2 separate regions of the Pan troglodytes genome follow, and region 2 is linked to region 1. Evidence: chromatin contacts called from public HiChIP or PLAC-seq data. All regions are on one chromosome and are shown on one strand. The core of a region is the stretch at or near the end of the contact, and the rest is flanking DNA. Distances in the headings are between cores, read along the strand shown. Region 1 holds the start of AP3S2 (adaptor related protein complex 3 subunit sigma 2). Region 2 holds the start of IDH2 (isocitrate dehydrogenase (NADP(+)) 2).

Region 1 (6,760 bases), core at 2,226-4,725:
GTGCTGGGAATACAGGCATGAGCCACAGTGCCGGACATTATGGGAAAATTTTTTGAGGGACTAAACTAATCTCCACAAATAGCAATGCATTTAGGAAATATATTTAAAGGGGAAAAAAAGACTCATAGTTTCACACAGTTATGTTCATAATTTTTAGTGTTTGGGTTTTTTAGCATGTAATTTGTGTACATAGTTTTGGTTTTTGTAAATTTGCATAGGGGTTTTCTGGTACAAACTGGAAAACCTGCTAGACAAATTCTGAAACATCTGTAATGCTTATAGGTAGTTGTTGTAACACTATGCCCACACATAATCACTTTCCATATTGCTGCATAGTCTTTGTAACCATTTTTCTTCTTCTTTTTTTTGAGATGGAGTTTTGCTCTTGTTGCCCAGGCTGGAGTGCAATGGCGCGATCTTGGCCCACTGCAACCTCTGCCTCCCGGGTTCAAGCTATTCTGCTACCTTAGCCTCCCGAGTAGCTGGGATTACAGGCACACGCCACCACGCCCGGCTAGTTTTTGTATTTTTAGTAGAGACGGGGTTTCACCATGTCAGCCAGGCTTTTCTTGAACTTCTGATCTCAAGTGATCCTCCCGCCTCAGCCTCCCAAATTGCTGGGATTACAGGCGTGAGCCACCACGCCCACCTGTAACCATTATTTTTAAGATTGCTACCATTGGATAGTTCTGTCATGGTCCAACTTTTGGATATTTAAAATTGATCCCTGTGTGGCTAACAGAATTAATGTTTCCAAAAATGTTGAAAATTATATAGTTCTCTTAATTCTCCACCTCTAACTATATTTTTGGGTTATTTCTTTAGGAACAGATGCCCAGGAGTCATATTACTGAGAATCTAGAAATCTTTTGCAAAGTTCTTGTTATATTGCCAAATTGCTTCCCAAAAGGGTTGTTCTGAACCATAATTTCACCAGCAATGTAGGGGAGAACCATTTTTATGCTGCCCTTGTGAGAACTGGGTATGAAAACATTTTTAAAATGATTTTTGATGAGGTGAAAATAATATTTGAATATATTTTAATTTGCCTTTCCCCCACTTATAGTGAGCTTAAACATTTTTTCCTTTTCCTAGCTGTATTTCTCCTTTTGTTATTCATTCTTTTGTCCATTTATCTACTGGGGAGATGGGGAGTGTTATCTTTTTAGTTTATCAGTTATTTGCATTTTAAATATAACCATTTGCCATATTTTAACAATGATTTTTCCATTAATTCTTTTTATAAAAAAACTTTATATATCTGTTGATGTTTTGTGATTTTTATTGCTTCTAAGCTAATACAGATTTTTGGATCTTATTCAATTTCGTTTTCTTCTGTTTAGGTTATTATCTGGTTTTATACCTAACTACTTATTTTCAAATTGCTAACCAGTTATCCTAATAGTATTTACTGAATTCCTTCCCACTCCTACATCACATATTAAAATTATTTTGTGCCTAAATTATTCATAATATTTCAGTTAGTCTTCCTATAATTACAATTTGAACCATCAAAGTAGGTTTTCATAGTTGGCAGAGCTAGTTCTTCTTCATAATTCTGTTTCAGAATTTTCTTTGATATTCTTCCTCAACATTTTAAACATTTTATCAAGTTTCAGTGCAATTGACTTTTGGTTTTTATTTATTTAAAAACTGGGCCATGCCGGGCGCAGTGGCTCACGCCTGTAATCCCAGCACTTCGGGAGACTGAGATGGGTGAATCACTTGAGGTCAGGAGTTTGAGACCAGACTGGCCAATGTGGTGAAACCCCATCTCTACTAAAAATAAAAAAATTTGCTGGGCATGGTGGCATGTGCCTATAATCCCAGCTACTGGGGAGGCTGAAGCAGGAGAATTGTTTGAACCCGGGAGACGGAGGTTGCAGTGAGCCAAGATTGTGCCACTGCACTCCAGCCTGGGCAACAGAGTGAGACTCCATCTCAAACAAACAAAAAACTGGACTGGGCGTAGTGGCGGTTTGGGAGGCTGAGGCTGGAGGATTGCCTGAGGCCAGCAGTTTGAGGTTACAGTGAGGTATGACTGTGCCACTGCACTCCAACCTGGGTAAGACCCTATCTCTGAAAAACAAACAAGCAAACCCCAGAACTCTGGCTGCAAAAGTAGTACATATTTCTTTGAAGGAAAAAAAGGAAAACTTGATAATCCTACCACCCAAAGATGTTTTTAAATCATTTATGTGGTACTCAGTTATGTGCCATGCACTGTCCAAGTGCTTACAAATATTATACTAACTCCCTTTGTGTTTATAACAACTGTCTGAAGTCAGTAGACTCATTTTCCAGTTTTCCAGTTTAGGAAACTGATATTACACCTTTTCTACAGATGGGGAAACTTGCCCAGGGTGCCCAGGCAGTCCGCAGAACCATGCTTTGAATCAGGGCAGTGTGGTTCCAGGGTCCTGTACAGATCAAACACCCTGACTCTGCCATTCCATCAGATACATGATTCATATTTTGGTGTATTTGCCTCCAATCTTGAGGAAAGTGGGTTGTCCCTGTACATACTTTGTGTAATCTTTTAGCTTAACAGGTGTCATGAACACTTCCGTATCATAAATCTTTCCCAGCATGATTTTTATTATCTATTTAATATTTCTCATATTCAATGTAGAACAATGCACTTAACCAATTTCTCATTTTTGTAATAATTTTCTTCCCATTTTCCCCTGTAATAACACTGCTGAGACATATATATTTTTCTTCTTTTTTTTACTGTTCTGAAGATACTCTGGCAGAAATGTATGTTCCTGAGGCTAAATCTTTTCACACATCCACAATCATTTTATCATAAATTCTAGAGCTGGAAACGCTGAGTCTAATGTTATATATATATATATCTGTCACCCAGGCTGGAGTGCAGTGGTGTGATCTCAGCTCACTGCAACCTCCGCCTCCCGGGTTCAAGCCATTCTCCTGCCTCAGTCTCCCAAGTATCTGGGACTACGGGCGCGCGCCACCACAACCGGCTAATTTTTGTAATTTTAGTAGAGGCGGGGTTTCACCATGTTGGCCAGGCTGGTCTCGAACTGCTGACCTCAAGTGAGCCGCCCGCCTCGGCCTCCCAAAGTGCTGGGATTACAGGCGTGAGCCACCGCGCCCGGACTGTTATATATTTTAAAGGCTTCTGATCCATATCGCCAAACAGTCCTCTGGATCGATTTGCATCTGTATCCGCTGCTCCATCTGCAGTATACGGACGTGCTCCACTTCACCCACACTGGGTCATTAAAAGAACAAACAAAAATAAGAACTTGATCGATTTGGGATTTTAAATGGAAATGCACTAAAAATTCCTTAATTCCACCATTCACCGTCTACCATAGAGGAACAGCCCATCTGCACGGAGAGACAGCTACGTAATTCACTGCAGCATTATAATACTGAAAAATAAAAATGAACGAAATGTTCCTTAACCGACGAACGGCCGAATGACCGGCGTCTCCACTCCGCGGAACGTTCTGCGAGCGCTAAGGGGATGGCGGGAGTGCATGATTTGGAGCGGGCGGTGAGAAAAGCAAGCTCCCGCCGCCTCTCCGTTTTGGCAACCCGGCTGACGGTCGTTTCGGCTTCTGGGGCCACCCGTCGGTCTGGGCGAGGGACACAGATCCGGATTCGCATCCTGACTGGCCCACCAACGCTGGCCGAGGTGACCACTCTCCTCGGCATCCGCACCTGCCCTCCAAGGCGTCAGAGAGGCCGGACCCTTGGGTGCTAGGGCTCGTGAGCGCCGGGGCCAAGTTTCCGAGTGCCGCTCTCAGCAGCGCACCAACCGGAAGTGACCGTGTTGTGGCGGAAGGAGGAGCTTTCTGGGAGTAGCCGGTGCTGAGAGAACCGTGGCTGGCAAAGATGATTCAGGCGATTCTGGTTTTCAACAACCATGGGAAGCCACGGCTAGTCCGCTTCTACCAGCGTTTCGTGAGTGCGGCCCGGCTTCACCACGCCCCTTCAGGGCGCCCACTATGTCTTCCCTCCTCTTTGGCCTCTCGGCGCCTGGGGGCACCGCTCCTTGGTCACCTGGGGCTCCTGCACCGAGCATGACCCTCACCCTACTTAAGCATTTAACCTAGGCGCAGGCTGGTGCCAGGCCTTCTGTCTCCCGCCCTACTGCCCCGCTCTCGCTGACCCTTTTCTTGATCCTGGCATTTCTGTGCCATTTTGTGACATTTTCCCGTGAGTCTCTGGGAACGAGATAGAAGCGACAGTGGGGAGTGTGCCTCGATGAGAACTTGAGTGATTGAAGTCACATTCTGTCATCTTTTTGGTTGTTGACCACAGTTTCATGAGGAAGAAATATTAAGTTTCTGAAAGTTTTTGTTATAGCCAGAACTGGAAAAGTTCTTTTTTTTTTTTTGGAATTATTTTGCTTCAGTGTTGGCTGAGACTAGATACCCTTCACTCTTAGGGTTGAAGAAAATCAGTTTAAAAGTGGAAAAATGATGAGAAATTATAAATGCTGCCGCATAAGGGCTCAATAAGTGATTACGTAAATTTGAATTTTCCCAACACGTTCCTTTGCAAACACATAAACATCAGTATTTGCTTCCTGTCTTCGAAGATTATATTTATTCATGGCAGGGTTTCAAAATGTTACATAATTGGGGGACTGGTGGAACTGAAGAGGGGAAAGTGCCAGAAAACGTGTTCAGGCTTCAGCTCCACCTTTTCTACTCTTGCGTCTGTTGACAAGTTAATAAACCCTTTTCAGACTTTTATTGTCTTTTGTCAATTAGAAATGAAAAAATAATTTTACTCCTTCATAAGATTTTTAAAGCTAGATTACATTTTATTAAGTAGATTACATCGAGGTAAAAATATGAGTATTCAGGCCGGGCGCGGTGGCTCACGCCTGTAATCCCAGCACTTTGGGAGGCCGAGGCGGGCGGATCACGAGGTCAGGAGATCAAGACCATCCTGGCTAACACGGTGAAACCCCGTCTCTACTAAAAATACAAAAAATTAGCCAAGCGCGGTGGCGGGCACCTCCAAGTCCCAGCTACTCAGGAGGCTGAGGCAGGAGAATGGCGTGAGCCCGGGAGGCGGAGCTTGCAGTGAGCCAAGATAGCGCCACTGCACTCCAGCCTGGGCGAAAGAGCGAGACTCCATCACAAAAAAAAAAAAAAAAAAAAAAAGTATATATATATATGTATGTATATGAGTATTCAGCGTAACTATTTGTATTTGCATTTGTGTGTATGCAAATTTCCCCCCTAGTTTTTTTCTAACAGGGTTATTGAGATAAAACTAACATGCCATACTGTTTACTTATTTATTTTATGTTATTTACTTATAGAGACGGGGTCTTTCTATGTTGCCCAGGCTGGTCTTGAACTCCTGGGCTCAAGCAATCCACCGGACTCAGCCTCCCAAAGTGCTGGGATTACAGGCATGAGCCACTGTGTCCAGCCCCAGTTTACCTATTTAAAGGGGACAATTCAGTGTTTTTTAGCATGTTCACGGAAGCTGTGTAACCATCACCACAATCAACTTTAGATCATTTTCATCACCCCAAAAAGAAACCTCTGCCCATTAGCAGTCACTCCCTATTTCTCCATGACTCTCCCAGCCCCAGAGAGTTTCTTTCCCTCTAAATTTGCCAGTTCCAGAATGGCAAATGGAATTTGCCTATTCCGTTGCCTATAAATGGAATCATAAATAAGTGGTTTTTTGTGTGTCTGCCATGTTTCATGTAGTATAATGTTTTCAAGATTCATCCATGTTGTAGCATGTATCTGATCTTCTTCATTTCTTTTATTGCTGAATAATATTCCATTATATGGATATGCCATATTTTGATTGTCAATTTATAAGTTGATATTTCTGCTTTTTGGCTCTTCTAATTAATGCTGCTATGAACATTCTTGTGCAAGTTTTTATGTGGACTTATGACTTCATTTCTCTTGGTTATATACCTAGGAGTAGAATTGCTGGATCATATGGTAACTATGGTGAACATTTTGAGAAACTGCAAACTATTTGACAAATTTTCCAAGTGGCTGCACCATTTTACATTTCCATCAGCAATGTATAATGATTCCAGTTTCTTCACATCCCTGCCATTCGTTATTTATTTATTTATTTTTGGTTAAAGACATTTTAGTGGGTGTAAAGTGGTATCTCACTGTGGCTTTTTTTTTCCCCCCGAGACTGAGTCTCGCTCTATCTCCCAGGCTGCAGTGGTGTGATCTCGGTTCACTGTAACCTCTGCCTCCCGGGTTCAAGTGATTCTCCTGCCTCAGTCTCCTGAGTAGCTAGGATTACAGGTGCCCACGACCATGCCTGGCTAATTTTTGTATTTTTAGTAGAGATGGGGTTTCGCTGTGTTGGCCAGGCCGGTCTCGAACTCCTGACCACAAGTAATCTGCCCGTCTTGGCCTCCCAAAGTGCAGGGATTACAGGCGTGAGCCACCGCACCCAGCTCATTGTGGTTTTGATTTCAGTTTCCAAAATGACTAATGAGGTTGAGCATCTTTTCATGTGCTTATTGCCCATTCGTGTATCTTTGGATCATAGGATTTTTATAAGACCTCATGAGCTCATGGATGAAAGTACCTTGAAAACTACAGAGTACTAAAAAGATATGAGGGGTTATTAAAATCACTGAGGCATGTAAGCAATTGGTAGTTTACCTTTTTATTGAACTAGAAATTAGGTAGCCTCATCATTTCGTACCACTTCCCCACTGCTGCCACTTCCCCCAGAGTCAGATAAAAGGCTTTAGTTCAAAAGATGTGTTTGTCAG
Region 2 (6,200 bases), core at 3,427-5,926, 210 kb before region 1:
GCAGTGACAATTCAGGAGAATGCTCCATTTAGGGATCCTGGGGATGGGGAAATAGCAGAAGAGAAGAGAGGGAGGTGGAGGCCATGGACTGTTAGAAGCTGTTCAGAGTTGCTTGTGGATGGCGTGGGAAGCTCCTGTGGGTATCTGAGCTGTGGAGTAGCTGCTCAGGACTGGGCTTCGGGAGGACAGTGCTGGAAGCAGCAGGTAGGGCAGATTGGGTGGGGGAGGGGGCACAGACAGCTGGCAGGGAAATAAGTTTGGAGATGACCATAAATAGCTCTGCTGTCAACGCCTCTCCCACAACTCTCTCCTCCTCCTATTCTCTGATTTCTAATAATGGCTGTGCCATTCTTCCAGCCCCAGGGATGGAAGTCTGAGTCACTCTGACTCCTCCCCTGGCCATGCCCCATGTCAAACCAGCTACAATTCCTGCTGATTCTATCTCCTCTATACCATCTCTGGAGTCCTGCCTCTCTTGGGGGTTCCGCCAGCACCCTGTGTCAGGCCTGTCCCTAACTCAGAAACTCTTGTCTCCCTTCCCCAGGCTCTATCCCAATACCCTCTCACCACTGTTGCCAAATGTTACTGTCTGCCTATTGCACACCACAAAACGAATGCCCTGGAATGTTGGCTGGATGAAATGTGAGTCCCCGCGGGATTCACTCCTGTAATGCCAGCACTTTGGGAGGCCAAGGTGGGAGGATCACTTGAGCCCAGGAGTTCCAGAACAGCCTGGGAAACATGCTGAAACCCTGTCTCTACAAAAAATGCAAAAATTAGCCAGGCATGCACCTGTAGTCCCAACTACTCGGGAAGCTGAGGCGGGAGGATTGCTTGGGCCTGGGAGGTCGAGGCTGCGGTGAGCTGAGATTGCACCACTGCACCACTGCACTCCAACCTGGACAACAGAGTGAGACCCTGTCTCAAAAGAAAGAAAGAAATAAAGAAAAAGGCTGGTGCGGTGGCTTGTGCCTGTAATTCCAGCTACTTGGGAGACTGAAGCAAGAGAATCACTTGAACCTGGGAGGCAGAGGTTGCACTGAGCCGAGATCACACTGCTGCACTCCAGCCTGGGCAACAGAGCAAGACTCCATCTTAAAAAAAAAAAAAAAAAAAAAGGAGGCTGGGCATGGTGGCTCATGCCTGTAATCCCAGCACTTTGGGAGGCCGAGGCGGGCTGATCACCTGAAGTCAGGAGTTCAAGACCAGCCTGGCCAACATGGTGAAACCCCTGTCTCTACTCAAAATACAAAAATTAGCTGGACATGGTGGCGCGTACCTGTAATCCCAGCTACTTGAGAGGCTGAGACAGGAGAACTGCTTGAACCTCGGAGGCAGAGGCTGCAGTGAGCCAAGTCCTGCCACTGCACACCAGCCTGGGCAACAGAGCAAGACTCTGTCTCCAAAGAAAAAAGAAAAAGAAATGTGAGTCCCTGACCGCTCCCAGCTGTCCTGTCTGGCCTCCCCCAGACCTCAGAGCTCTTTGAAGAGGCAGCTAGATGGACGCTCCTCCCCCAGGCTCACCAGGGGCCCCTGCATCCGAGGTGCTTTTCTCCTTGCCAGATGTTTCAAGTGTCATCTACACTCCTCTTGGGACACTTTCTTTCTTTTTTTTTTTTAAATAGAGATTAAGGTTTCACTCTGCTGCCCAAGCTGGTCTCAAACTCCTGAGCTCAAGGAGTTTGCCTTGACCTCCCAAAGTGCTGGGATTACAGGTGTGAGCCACCACGCCCAGCAGACATTTTCCTCTTGTGCCTGGGTTTATGGTGATTGTATACATGTGTGTCTGGCTCCCAGAGGGTGGGGACGGAGTGACACAAATTTTTGTGCCTCCACAGGGAACTTGCACGTGACCTAAATTCAATGACAAATTGGGGTTTGATTGAAAATGTGGAGGGGTGGAAATTTTCAATTCCACTGACCCCAAACGGGAGGATCTGAGCCCCTTTCCTTTAAACACCATCTTTCTCTGCAGCAGCTTTCAGGGCCAATAGTTACCATCACCAGGAATTCCAGACCAGCACAATAAATAGGGGCTGTGGTTTCTCCCTCTTTCTCCTTAAAAAAGTAATAGAAAAAAAATTAGCCGGGCATGGTGGCATGTTCTTGTTGTCCAAGCTACTGAGGAGGCTAAGGTGGGAGGATCACTTGAGCCCAGGAGGTCGAGGCTTCAGGGAGCCATGATCATACCATTGCACTCCAGCCTGGGCAACAGAGTGAGACCCTGTCTCGGAAAAAACAAAAAAACAGTAATGGAATATGGGCCAGGTATGTTGATTTGAACTGGAGTTTTACTACTTCCCAGCAGTGTGACATTGAGCAAGTGTGGTAACCTCTACGAGCCAAATGGAGCTGGCATCAGCTGCCTCACCAAACAGGGATTTACGGGAAAGGCTGGCGTGGAGCTGGGGCCCTGGGAGGCAGGCAGTTAGAAGCAGTTTAAAGATTTTGCCTCAGTTGCCTCCAGCTGCTGCTGTGCTTACAAGGAACACAAGTGCTCCCCCTCTGATCCCTCAGCAGGCAAAGACCAGACTCTGGAACACACCTACAGTGCTGCCTCTGGCCAGGCCTCTGAGATACGAGTCCAACATGCAGAGGAAGGGGCAAGTCCTTGGTGGGGGGAGGGGGGCAGCAATTTCATTACCGCCATTTCAGAGGTGGCAGTGTGGGTGGCTGACATGCATAAGTCTGATTGTTTGGACCAGAAGGATCTTCAGGGGTCCAGTCTTCCAGTTTACAGGTGTGGATATTGAGATCCAGGCACCTGATAATACCAGGTTGGCAGGAAAGTCAAATGCCAGAGGCTTCCATGGTCTCTATTTGTGTTTGGAGCAACAGAATTCTGAACAGAGTCAAAGGGATAAGGGGTCTTTCTGGCACAAGCTGGCCCAAGACCAGGCCTTTGACAGAGGCCTCAGACTCTGGGGGGCCCAAAAGCAGCCCTTCCTTGGGCTCAGCCTTCTGGATCCCACGGCCAGAGTAGTAGCTCTGCCGGCTAGGACTTGGTGAGGGGAGCTTTGAAGTCACTAGTTGAAGGTCACCTTCCTGGCCCAGCTCCACCTGGCAATGTTGACTGTGAGGCAGTGGAGGGGAGGGCTGAGAACACAGAAGAGAAAGGTTGCTCCTATTTGGAGTGAATTAGCGTGACTGGGAAAGCAGAGAAGGGAAAGAGGTCAGGTTTTTCCAAATAAAACCCAGCCCTCAGCTGGTGTCTTAGTTTAAGAAAACAGATGAAGAGAGAAACTTTGTTTGTGGCAGAATCAATTACAACTGTCTTTTGTGGCCAGGTGCAGTGGCTCACACCTGTAATCCCAGTGCTTTGCAAGGCCGAGGCGGGAGGATCATTTAAGCTTAGGAGCTGGAGACCAGCCTGGGCAACATAGTGAGATCCCCCCATCTCTATTTTTAATTAAAACAAACAAACAAACCCATCTTTTATATGCGAACAGGCAAAAATGTAACTTTCTACTGAGGCTGTTTGACTACTCTAGGGTCTCAGAAAACAATACCCCAAAATGCAGGCCTCAGGAGCAGCTCTCTCTGACCCTCTCCCTCCCTCCCGTCTTTGGCCCCTCACTCTCCTCCGAGGCCAGCCATAGAAACTGGAATCCTTCTTCCTCAAGGCAGGTCATAGAAACCAGAGCCCTTCTCCCCCAAAGCCAGACATCGAACCCAAAAATATTACTCTAACTTTCTCCCACACATTTCTGGGTAAAAACTGGCCATAAATTATCTGACCTACCTTGTTTACTTGCAGGTCCTAAGACCCCTCCATCCCAGAGAGAGTCCTGCCCCGTACTCAGAAGGAAGGAATGCTGCAGAGAAAGGTCAAGAAGAATCTACACGGACAGGACTTGCTGGGTTTCCCCACTCAGGTTATTGGCCTTCTGGTCCAATCATATTTCTTTTTTCGTGGTTTTTTTTTTTTTTTTTTTTTTTTTTTTGAGACGGAGTCTCACTCTGTTGCCCAGGCTGGAGTGCAGTGGCATGATCTCAGCTCACTGCAATCTCTGCCTCTCAGGTTCAAGTGATTCTCCCGCCTCAGCCTCCTGAGTAGCTGGGATTACAGGCGCGCGCCACCATGCCCGACCAATTTTTGTATTTTTAGTAGAGACAGGGGTTTCATTATGTTAGCCAGGCTGTTCTCGAACTCCTGACTTCAAGTGATCCGCCTGCCTCGACCTCCCAAAAGTTCTAGGATTACAGGCGTGAGCCACCGCGCCCGGCCCAAAGTGAGATTTCAACTCTCTCTACACCAGCTGGACGTGACAGCGGACTCGCGGAGGCGCAGACGCCGCCGGTGGTCTTAGCTCAAGAATGAAGCAGCCGCACTGGGCTAATGCGCCTTTGGGTTCAGCCCGGCAGGCGAGGGAAGCAAGAGTTCGCTCAGATTGGCCTTTGGGTTTAAGCTAAAGCGTCAGAAACTGACATCCAGGTTTACATGGGGCATCCTGGAGAGGGTCAGCCTCGCAAGCGGCTCTGCTATTCCCCCAGCCCTGATTCCGCTCGCGGGTCCCGGTGGGTCTCACGCCTGTAGCTCCTGCAGAGCTGGGCTTTCAGCGGCGCCCAGAGAAGCACCAGCCGGGCCTGGCCGCCGGGTCCCGGCTCCCGCGGGACGCTGGAGGCGTCGGCGGCCCTGGCCCCGCCTCCTCTCCGGCAAGGCCCAATGGGGCGGCGGGCCCGGCAGCCCCGCCCCGGTGGTGCCCGCGCGGCCCGCGCCCGCCAGGCCCAGCGTTAGCCCGCGGCCAGGCAGCCGGGAGGAGCGGCGCGCGCTCGGACCTCTCCCGCCCTGCTCGTTCGCTCTCCAGCTTGGGATGGCCGGCTACCTGCGGGTCGTGCGCTCGCTCTGCAGAGCCTCAGGCTCGCGGCCGGCCTGGGCGCCGGCGGCCCTGACAGCCCCCACCTCGCAAGAGCAGCCGCGGCGCCACTGTGAGTGCCGCGCGGAGGGTCCAGGCAGGCGCGCGCCCCCAGCTGCGACGTGGCGGCTTCCCAGGCTGGGGCCGGGAAGCACGTCCCGCCAGCCCGCAGCCCGGGGACGGCGGGGTCAGGCGCACAAAGGGCCGGGGGGCAGCTTCGCTCCGCGCTCCCCCGCCCGGCGCTTCCCGGCCGTGCCAGGCGCTGGGGTGGGGACTTGAGGGACGGTGGCAACTGGTGGCCCGGGCGACGGCCAGTTCTGCGCGGGCGGGGGCTCGGAGCTGCCGCGCGCCCCTAGGTATTTCGGGAGGGGGTCCTGAGAGTGTCCCGGACCCGAAGGGTGGCCTGCCCGCCCTGCGCCCCTGGAACGAGACGAGCACCCGTGGGGGGCTGGAGCACCCCGCGCGCTCTCCTGGCGAGAGGGAGGGTCGTGGCTCGGCCCCTGCTCAGACAAAGGCTGGGAGGCGGGAGACATGCACTTCCCCTTCCTTTTCAGCCAGGCGCGCGCTGATACCAGGCCCACGTCAGCTATTTTTGGAGCCTTTTACACGACAGCTGGAGGAGCGTCCTTTTTAATTTTCCCCTTTTGTTTGGCCGCCCCCACCCCCACCCCTTCGCCTTCATCGCTGCACTTGAGGCTCCATCCTGGGGCCTCTCCTTGACTTGACCTGCCTTGGCAGGCACATGCCCTCCCTGCCTGGCTCACTCGCTGCAGAGACCTGGCAGCCCGCGCAAAATGTCACTTTGCGGAATCGTTCCCACGGCTTCTGGGTACCCTTAGTTCCCTGCTTAGGAGGGAAGACAGTAGTCGGGTCGTAATAAGCAAGACTTAGCCCGAGCCTCCGTTGCCAACGCAGGCTGCCTTGCCTGGCGTGTGGGCATCGGCCTGCCCCCTCACCCTGGCTACCCAACACAGCTACAAAAGGCAGGGAACAATGTAGGTCCCTTGGCCCTGCCTAATGCCTGTTGCCATGGAAACCCCTATCCTAATCTGGCCAGGAGCCCCTTGCAGTGAGCCAGGAGAGTGAGGAAGAGGGGGTGGGGCCCGCCGGCCCTGACCTGGCCAGAGGAGGTAATGGTTAACCGGATTGTGGGAGCAGCTGACTAGAGCCGGGGGGTAGGGAGGCTTGGGCCCCAGTCCTACCTTCCCTGCCAAGGAGAAAGGGGCATGTCTGCTTTTGTACCTCTGGGAATCTACCTCAGGGATCTGCCCAACAACTCCCAGGTTCCAAGTGCCCCAGGACCCAAAGATTCCCATATAGCACACCACCTTCAGCAAAAATATG

Evidence for each region. HiChIP or PLAC-seq counts read pairs in DNA pulled down with a chosen protein or histone mark.
Region 2: an H3K4me3 HiChIP or PLAC-seq map of stem cell-derived excitatory neurons shows a contact between it and region 1, with 2.7 times the contacts expected there. The contact joins the promoter of IDH2 here to the promoter of AP3S2 in region 1. A contact is called at or near these places in 2 of 7 Hi-C or Micro-C datasets (induced pluripotent stem cells and stem cell-derived neural progenitor cells) and 1 of 1 datasets of contacts at active chromatin or transcription factors (stem cell-derived excitatory neurons).

The regions. Positions count from the first base shown.
Region 1 is chr16:81,683,959-81,690,718 of NHGRI_mPanTro3-v2.0_pri, reverse strand. It overlaps AP3S2 (adaptor related protein complex 3 subunit sigma 2), which reads left to right and starts at 3,475. Exons shown (of 6, transcript NM_001242425.2): 1 at 3,475-3,936. The coding sequence starts at 3,868. It overlaps LOC112205653 (U7 small nuclear RNA), which reads right to left and starts at 278; the gene lies at 217-278.
Region 2 is chr16:81,894,320-81,900,519 of NHGRI_mPanTro3-v2.0_pri, reverse strand. IDH2 (isocitrate dehydrogenase (NADP(+)) 2) reads left to right here and starts at 4,676. Exons shown (of 11, transcript XM_510589.9): 1 at 4,676-4,929. The coding sequence starts at 4,815.